Regions from separate parts of the Mus musculus genome. Here regions 2 and 3 are each linked to region 1. Evidence: chromatin contacts called from public Hi-C and Micro-C data. All regions are on one chromosome and are shown on one strand. The core of a region is the stretch at or near the end of the contact, and the rest is flanking DNA. Distances in the headings are between cores, read along the strand shown.

Evidence for each region. Hi-C and Micro-C count contacts between places; a contact is called where the count stands out from the background.
Region 2: a contact with region 1 is called in a Micro-C map of embryonic stem cells, with 21 times the contacts expected there. A contact is called at or near these places in 1 of 39 promoter capture datasets (embryonic stem cells) and 5 of 484 Hi-C or Micro-C datasets (all in embryonic stem cells).
Region 3: a contact with region 1 is called in a Hi-C map of embryonic stem cells, with 10 times the contacts expected there. A contact is called at or near these places in 5 of 484 Hi-C or Micro-C datasets (all in embryonic stem cells), 2 of 130 datasets of targeted methods (both in embryonic stem cells) and 1 of 9 other capture datasets (embryonic tail).

The regions. Positions count from the first base shown.
Region 1 is chr19:16,872,508-16,875,207 of GRCm38.p6, reverse strand. It overlaps Foxb2 (forkhead box B2), which reads left to right and starts at 1,378. Exons shown (of 1, transcript NM_008023.2): 1 at 1,378-2,700. The coding sequence starts at 1,568.
Region 2 is chr19:24,899,721-24,902,420 of GRCm38.p6, reverse strand. Foxd4 (forkhead box D4) reads left to right here and starts at 1,405. Exons shown (of 1, transcript NM_008022.3): 1 at 1,405-2,700. The coding sequence starts at 1,587.
Region 3 is chr19:25,609,173-25,611,872 of GRCm38.p6, reverse strand. It overlaps Dmrt3 (doublesex and mab-3 related transcription factor 3), which reads right to left and starts at 1,336. Exons shown (of 2, transcript NM_177360.3): 1 at 606-1,336. The coding sequence starts at 1,074.

The DNA.
Region 1 (2,700 bases), core at 129-2,628:
TTCAGGAAGACGTGTTGGAGTTTCTCCACCCGCCAAGCTTCTTGCCTCCTAATTCCCTGCCTATTATCTTTCTGCCCCCTAAATCAAGGTTCTGGGGTGCAAAGAGCAATTCGTGCCTCGCTGAACCTGCCAAAAAATGGGCCGATCTGTAGGCCCCAGCTCTTCTTTCTATTGGTTTCCACTTACAACCCTCTGGGCGTCTCTGTTTCTCCAAGAGAAAAGGAGCTGGAGACAAAGGTGCTCCAAACTGGAGACCTAAATGGCTAGGCCACCGGGAAACTAAGGGAGAGTGGGTGAAAAGACTGAATGATAAAGGGAGAGAGCTATGCAAGACCTGACGGGTGAGAAAGCAGTGCCGTGCCCCCTTGCTGTGGAACAGCAGACCCCCACAACTAGACAGTGACCCCTTCTCAGTGGTCAGACGGCTGAAGCCTGGGCTGGCAAGCGGGAAGTGAAAGCGAAGGGTCGGGGTGACCAGTGGAAATGGAGAAGGGGCGGAGACGAGAAATTGTGCCTTCTTGCCCCTTCTTCAGCAAAAGAAGAGGCTGTGGAGGCGGCGGCGGCGGAGTCCCTCAGCCTCGGTCATGTGATAGTCTCGAAGCGCAAGCTGCAGGGGTCTCGGCGTCTCGGGGACCATTACAAAACGCAGCCAGGAGAGCGCGTCGCTGCCACAGCAGCGCGTCTTCTCAAAACCCGCGGGGCAGAGCGGCTGCAGCTGCAGCTCAGACGGCTGTTCGGACCGGGCGAGCCGGGTCCTAGCCTGTCTACGCAGACGCCCCCTGCAGCCTGCGGCTAGCTCCGGGAGTTCTGACACCGTCCCCTCCATAGAGCCTGACGGTGGGCGCCGCTGCTGTAGACAGCACCAAACTTTTTTCTTGGAACCACCACCTAGAGCTCGGTGCCTCTTCCATTTTCAGCTTGCCTGCAGATCTCCTGAAAAAAGAGGGTACGTACGTACAGTAGCGGATAGGAAAGTGCGCGCTCCCTCTCTCTCTTCTTACCCTGTCTACCCCTTTTTGTAAGATTTGAACTCCAGCGCGGACAGACCCAGTACCAGGTCAGCTTCCAGGGTCGAAAGATCGGTCACCAGTGGCCTCGGGACAGCTAGTGTGGACTCGAGCTTAAAAAGCCAGTCTTCATTATCCAGTTGGTTTGATCTGAGCTGCCTTTGTACCGATAAAGGGAAAAGAGACCAAAAAGAAACTCATTCCACAGCCTTTCGCTCCAGAGCTCAAGTCTAGTCATCCAAGAGGAGGACGAGACGGAGAAAAGCAAGGTAAAGCTGGCGAGTCTCTCTGGCTACTGTGAGGGCCTGCCCACGACAGTCAAGACCAGAAGTTGTGAGCGCCATAAAACTGTATTGGCTCAAAAAGCCAATTGCGGGGACCCGGGGCAGCTCCCCGAAGGAGGAGGACCAAGGCAAAAGGGGTCTGGGGACCAAGAAAGCTGGGGATCAGGCTGCGCAGGTGGAGAGAGAATTAGTGGGGACACTTAAGCCTGGTATCCGGCTTTCCGAGAGGCGTTAAGGCCCACTGTGGGCCGGACGGAAGTGGAAGAGCCTGGGAAGATGCCACGGCCAGGGAAGAGTTCCTACAGCGACCAAAAGCCGCCCTACTCTTACATCTCACTGACCGCCATGGCCATCCAGCATTCGGCTGAGAAGATGCTGCCTCTGAGCGACATCTACAAGTTCATCATGGAGCGCTTCCCCTACTACCGCGAGCACACGCAGCGCTGGCAGAACAGCCTGCGCCACAACCTCTCCTTCAACGACTGTTTCATCAAGATCCCTCGGAGGCCGGACCAACCCGGTAAGGGCAGCTTCTGGGCGCTACACCCTGACTGCGGTGACATGTTCGAGAACGGCAGCTTCCTGCGGCGCCGCAAGCGCTTCAAGGTGCTACGCGCAGACCACGCTCACCTACACTCAGGAAGCAGCAAGGGCGCGCCCGGCACGGGGCCAGGAGGTCACCTGCATCCCCACCATCCCCACCACGCACACCACCACCACCACCATCACCACCACGCCGCACACCATCACCACCATCACCACCCGCCGCAGCCGCCCCCGCCGCCGCCGCCGCACATGGTGCCCTATTTCCACCAGCAGCCGGCTCCGGCTCCGCAGCCTCCACACCTCCCGTCGCAGCCCGCGCAGCAGCCACAGCCGCAGTCGCAGCCTCCGCAGACGTCCCATCCCGGCAAGATGCAGGAGGCGGCGGCCGTGGCGGCGGCCGCAGCAGCGGCGGCGGCCGCAGCGGTGGGCAGCGTGGGGCGTCTGTCTCAGTTCCCACCCTACGGGCTGGGCTCGGCCGCCGCCGCCGCCGCTGCAGCCGCCGCGTCCACCACAGGCTTCAAACATCCGTTCGCCATAGAGAACATCATCGGGCGGGACTACAAGGGCGTGCTGCAGGCTGGAGGGTTGCCTTTGGCGTCGGTCATGCACCACTTGGGCTACCCCGTGCCGGGCCAGCTCAGCAATGTTGTCGGCTCCGTGTGGCCTCATGTTGGCGTGATGGATTCGGTAGCCGCGGCTGCCGCTGCTGCCGCCGCAGCTGGGGTCCCGGTAGGCCCGGAGTATGGGGCATTCGGGGTGCCAGTCAAGGCTCTGTGCCACTCGGCAAACCAGAGCCTGCCAGCTGTACCGGTGCCCATCAAGCCCACGCCTGCGCTACCACCCGTGACCACGCTGCCGCCGGC
Region 2 (2,700 bases), core at 156-2,655, 8.0 Mb before region 1:
GCAGTTTAAAATCACACAAATAGTCATTGGTCAATTTTGGATTTAAACACAAATCTGTGAGGCTCAGATCTGTTGTTTGTCCTACCTCAAGCTGCACACAATAGAGAGCCTTGGAGGGTAAAACCCTCCACAGAGCAATGCAGCTTAACTCAAAGGCTGGCAAGGGAGCTGCTCTCCAAAAGATGCTAACTTCTTTAAACTACTTTAATCCCAAAGGCGATGAGCTATTTTTGGTAGTCAGTTTCTGATTTCTCAATAAAGGTCACAATCACAAACATAAACGTTGAAGGTGGCACAACTTTCATCCTTTCCTAGTGCATCTTTTTAGATTTCACCTTCCCAATTCCCCCAATATGTACTTTGTATTTTGCTATGCAATCCCTATTTATGTAACAGACATACTCTACCATATTGTTACTTTAGCTGCTGGGCTAACTCACATGAAACCAATCTAAAAGCTTAGGTACTCCAAAGCCTTCAAGCAAGTCCTGGGGTCCCTGTCCTGCTCTGCAGTGTGGATGCCTTACCATGGACCTCTGGACTATCTAGTGTCAGGGACACTGCAACCCCGCCCTTCCTCGATTTATTGTTATTACCACAGTAAAGCACTTGTGTTTCTGGATGGATGTTCGGGTTGGGGGGAGGGGTAGGGGACAAAGCCAAGCAGGTAGATGCACTCATATAGTGAGGGCATTCCTTTCTTTATAAAATTACTTTGGGGGAAACAGTATTTGTGTAGTGAAATCAATGTAGTTGGTAAAGACAACGAAGGAAAAGAAGATGAAGATACCAGTTGCCTCTGTGGTGCTAGTGTGTTGCTTTCTGAAGCCTCTTCTAGGCATCCCTGTCTGAACGTGAAAAAATAATTTGCACCTTTGCTCCGCTGGCTAAATAGTAAAAGAAGCTGGAGGAAAAGAGACTAAGAAAATACTTTTTTTTTTTTTCCTTTTAAAGTCCACACTGAACTTCCACAGTTTATGCTAGGATGCTTTAGTTTTTAGGGAAATCGAGTCACGGGATTATTTGGTGAAGTTTACGAGGAGGGAAGGAGCCATTTCTCTGGAATGGGGGCATATAGCTTTAAGTCAGTGTGCCATTCTGTTTGAGATACATCTCATTACTCGCCAAAGTCAGTACTGGGAAGGTCTAAATGTCGACGTGGTCCCACATCGTCGTTGTGTATCATGTTTTCCCTCTTGATTTTTATTTGTGCAGCTTTAGAGAAACATCAACAGAGCCCGCACAATGTCAGAGCACTTTGGCTGATTAAACCATCCTCCGTAGTGGATGGTTGTGAAGAGGAGGGACCAAGGACCCCCCATCATTGGACCGCGTCAGGAGGACGTGGCTCCAGCCCGAGGAACGGCAAAGAAGGATATATAGCTGCGCACTTCTCAGAGAAACTTAAAACACCAAGTGCTCCTTGCCAAAGGGTGTTAGAAAGAAAAAGCAGAAAAGAACAAGGAAGCCTAACCTAGGAGCGCTCCAGTTTCCCAGCAGACTCATCCTTGCTAACTCACCCATCCCAAACCAGGTGAGCTGCCCCCACGTCCGTCCCCTCCTCTCCCTCTTCCCTCCTATCCTCCATGAACTCAGCAAGAGCTGGGCACCTTCGTTCCACTCCACCGCCCAGTCCTCTAAGTTCCGACCAGGATGAGGTGGAGATCGACGTGCTGGCAGAGGAGGAAGATGGAGATCAGACGGAAGAAGAGGATGACGAGGAGGAGAGCCATAAGTGCCTGGAGCGATCCCTGCAGAGGCCCGGAGCCCGCACTCTTGCAGGGAGGAGCGCGGGGGACTGCGGCGATCTGAGTAACTCCTCCGGGTTCCTCCGCAAGTTCCGAGCACCACGGACCCCGGCGACCACCACAGCCGACGGCCCGCAGCCCGCCAAACCCCCGTACTCCTACATCGCGCTCATCACCATGGCCATCCTGCAGAGCCCGCACAAGCGCCTGACGCTCAGCGGTATCTGCGCCTTCATCAGCGGCCGCTTCCCCTATTACCGCCGTAAGTTCCCCGCCTGGCAGAACAGCATCCGCCACAACCTGTCGCTCAACGACTGCTTCGTCAAGATCCCTCGCGAGCCGGGCCACCCGGGCAAGGGCAACTATTGGAGCCTGGACCCCGCCTCCCAGGACATGTTCGACAACGGCAGCTTCCTCCGGCGCAGGAAGCGCTTCAAGCGCCACCACCCGCCCTCGGGAGGCCACCCGCACTGCCCTTTCCCTCCACCCGCTGTGCCCGCCACCCTGCACGTCTCCCAGCCCAGCCTCCTGCTCCGCTACTCTGCCCCACCACAGCCTAACCTCGCAGCTCATCCCGCTGCCCCGCCTCGGAGTCACCCGTGCGCCCCGCTGCATCCGCATCCCATGCGCTACCTGCTGCTCGCGGCCCCGGCCTATGGCGACAACCCTAGAAAAGCGGAAGGCGCGGACCCCGCCACCCCCTTAGCCATTCCCGCGCTGCAGCCCGTACTGGGTTCCCAGCCTTGGGAGAGAGACCAGAGCTCTGGAACTCGGTCCGGACGCGGGTGCGCTTCGTTCACCATCGAGAGCATCATGCAGGGGGTTACAGGAGGAGGAACTGGGTCTGCGCAGAGTCCGTCCTTTGCTCCGTGGAGCTACTGCCACCTGCTGCAACATCCACCGTGCCTGCTGCACCCCCAGGCCGCTTCCCCTTTGTTTCACATGTCCGCAG
Region 3 (2,700 bases), core at 87-2,586, 8.7 Mb before region 1:
GGAGCCTTTTCCTTAGAGTTCTTAAAAGGCGCCTTTTTTTTTTTTTTTTTTTTCAAATTCTAAGTCTTGAGGCCTCTTAGCCTGGCTAAAAAAAACAAAACGACTCCTAGTTCCTTTAAGTAAGAGACAAAACGCCTGTTCCGGACCAAGCCAAGAATCACCTAGAAACAGCAAAGCACTGGGCCCTGACTGCTAGCCAGCACCTACTTACCCCCTCGCTCCAAGTGAGAGCCCCCACCCGTCTAAAACCCGCAGCCCGGATAACCCTCCTCATTGTGGTGTGTTTAAAGTCGGTCTTCCCCAAGACATCATTTTATTTTTAAAATTGACCTGCTATGTTCCCTTTCAACCCGGGGAAAGCCTCTGACGATAGGGACACAGCCAGGCGATCTGGTTGGCCCCTCTGGCGGGCTCCTGGGTTCCATCGGCTTCAGACTCTCGAGACCCCCTTTCCGGGAGAGTAAGAACCGGTGCCTGGTGGGGGTGGGGCAGGTCCAACCAGGTCCACTTCCCACAAACTTGTCTTCGGCCTTCCCCCACGATCCCGAAGAGCCCTCGAAGCTCCCTCATTCGGAGCGCGACCCCAGCGCCGCAGACGCTCTCACCTGGTTTAGCAAGCTGCGCTGGCAGCGTCCCGGGCTGGGGCTCCGCGACCCAGCGCAGCGCGGCGGCCGCGGCCAACTCCGCGGTGGGACGAGGCGGCGCGGGCGGCTGGGACGCTTGGGAGGCTGGCGACGACTGCGAGGCGGTAGCGGCGGTGGCCGCAGCGTCCCCCGGCGGCGGGGGCCCTGGCAGAGCCCGCAGCGAGTCCGGGATGAGGCTCTCCAGGCTCTCGTTGGCCTGCTGCCTGCGCAGCGCCACCTGCGCCGCCATCACCCGCTGCCGCTCGATGATCAGGATGCACTTCTCGCAGGTGCAGTCCTTGAAGCGACAGTAGCGCTTGTGGCCCTTGAGCCAGGACAGCACCCCGTGGTTCCGGCAGCGCGCGCACTTGGGCGTGCGCTGCAAGGGCGCCCGCGGCGGCTGCGACACCGGGCCGCCCATGTACAGGTAGGGGGAGCCGTAGCCGTTCATGCCCAGGGCTCCCCCCGGCCGGCGGCGGGAGCTGGAGCACAGAGCTCGGAGGCCCGCTCTCGGGAGGCCCCGGAAGGTCCGCGGCGGCCGGAGCTACGGCAGCAGTCTCCCCGGCTCCGATGGCGCTCGCAGCCCGCCGGTACCCACGCGTGCCGCCTCTCTGCCCGCCGCTCTCGGGGCGCAGGCTCCACCCGCAGGTCCTCCCACGCTGAGGCTCTCCAGCAGCTGCAAGGAGCCGGGGAGAGCTCTGATTACGGTCTGAGCCACTTCCTTCCCTGGTCCCTTCCTCGCAGACTGGACCCAGCACCTCCTCCGCCACCCTCCCCCCCCAGTCCCTCCTCCCTCCCGCCGCCACCCCCCCCCCAATCGGGGTCCCAGCCTCCTTGCGCTCCCCACGCGCTTTCCTCCTCCCTGGCAGGCACCCCTCGGGTTCCTGCACCTCACCTTCCCCGCCACCTGCAGCCTGGCCTCTCAGGCGGGGGCGCTCACAGCCCCCTCTGCCAAGCGCTCTGTTACCCCTTCCTGAGCCGGGAGGGACTGCGCCGCTGCGGTACCGCGGGAGCGCTGGGCGGACCGGGTGTGGGGCGGGGGACGATGGGGAGGGGGGTGGGTGTTTGTAAGCCAGCCGGCAGGCCTCTCCCCTACCCTCTCACGTCGCTCCAGCACTGGCCTCGAAGCACTGAGCCCTAGACCGCTTTCCTTCCCACCCTTGGCCTCAGCCATTCGGAGCTTGCGAGGGAATTGAGGGTACTCCGCAGGTCGGCCCCGGGAGAACCGGGTTTCAAGAACCGGAAAGTCTCCACCTGGCAAGAGGAATCAAAAGAGGGGTAGTAGTGATTCGGGAATTCTTCGCTTGGTTTTGCAATCTAGTTTCTTTTTCATTGCTACAGAAGAAAAATGAGTATTTTTTTTTTTAATCTGTCAGGCTTCAGGAAGACAACTCGTTTTATAGGGTAACTTCAATTTTCTACTTAACCTCCTCTTGTCTTTAAAATAAACAATCTCTGCCTTGAATGACCTCTCTGCCTTGGACTGCCAAGTGCTCTCTTGGATGTTTTTCTTAAGCACTGTTTAAACTTTCCGAGGGTGTAGGGAGAAGACACATTAGTGGCCCCAAAGTTACCTGGTATTTTGTTCACGCAAAGGCCACTGAATCAGCCAAGGTCCGGAATTGCCCAGTTCAAATCCCCACAGACGCTGTGTTTTACTTAAGAATAAGGAATAGACCCTACTCGTAACAATCTTTGCGTGACGATGAAGAGTCTCCTGTATAACCTTAGACTGCATAAGCCTTTTTTTTTTACAGCATAAATTTCGTTTATACTCTTTGCTTGTTTTCAGTATTGGTTTGTCCAATGTCGAGTATTACTACGTACGTGTAGAGAAGGCTGCCTTTTTTCACTCAACCAAGAAAACAACCGAACAAAAATCAAGGCATAAAGTAGGCTCAGGACCGCTTTAACAACTCAGTGGGAAGGAGCCAACGGAAGTCCCGGACGGTCTTTTAGCGGCCCCTGGGAACGTGCGCTCCGCTTCTTACTGTGTGGGTGAAAGTTAACGTAAACGGGTCTGCTGCGGTACCTGACTCCTGAACTGCACAGAGACCATAGTCTCTTTCTGGAGGTC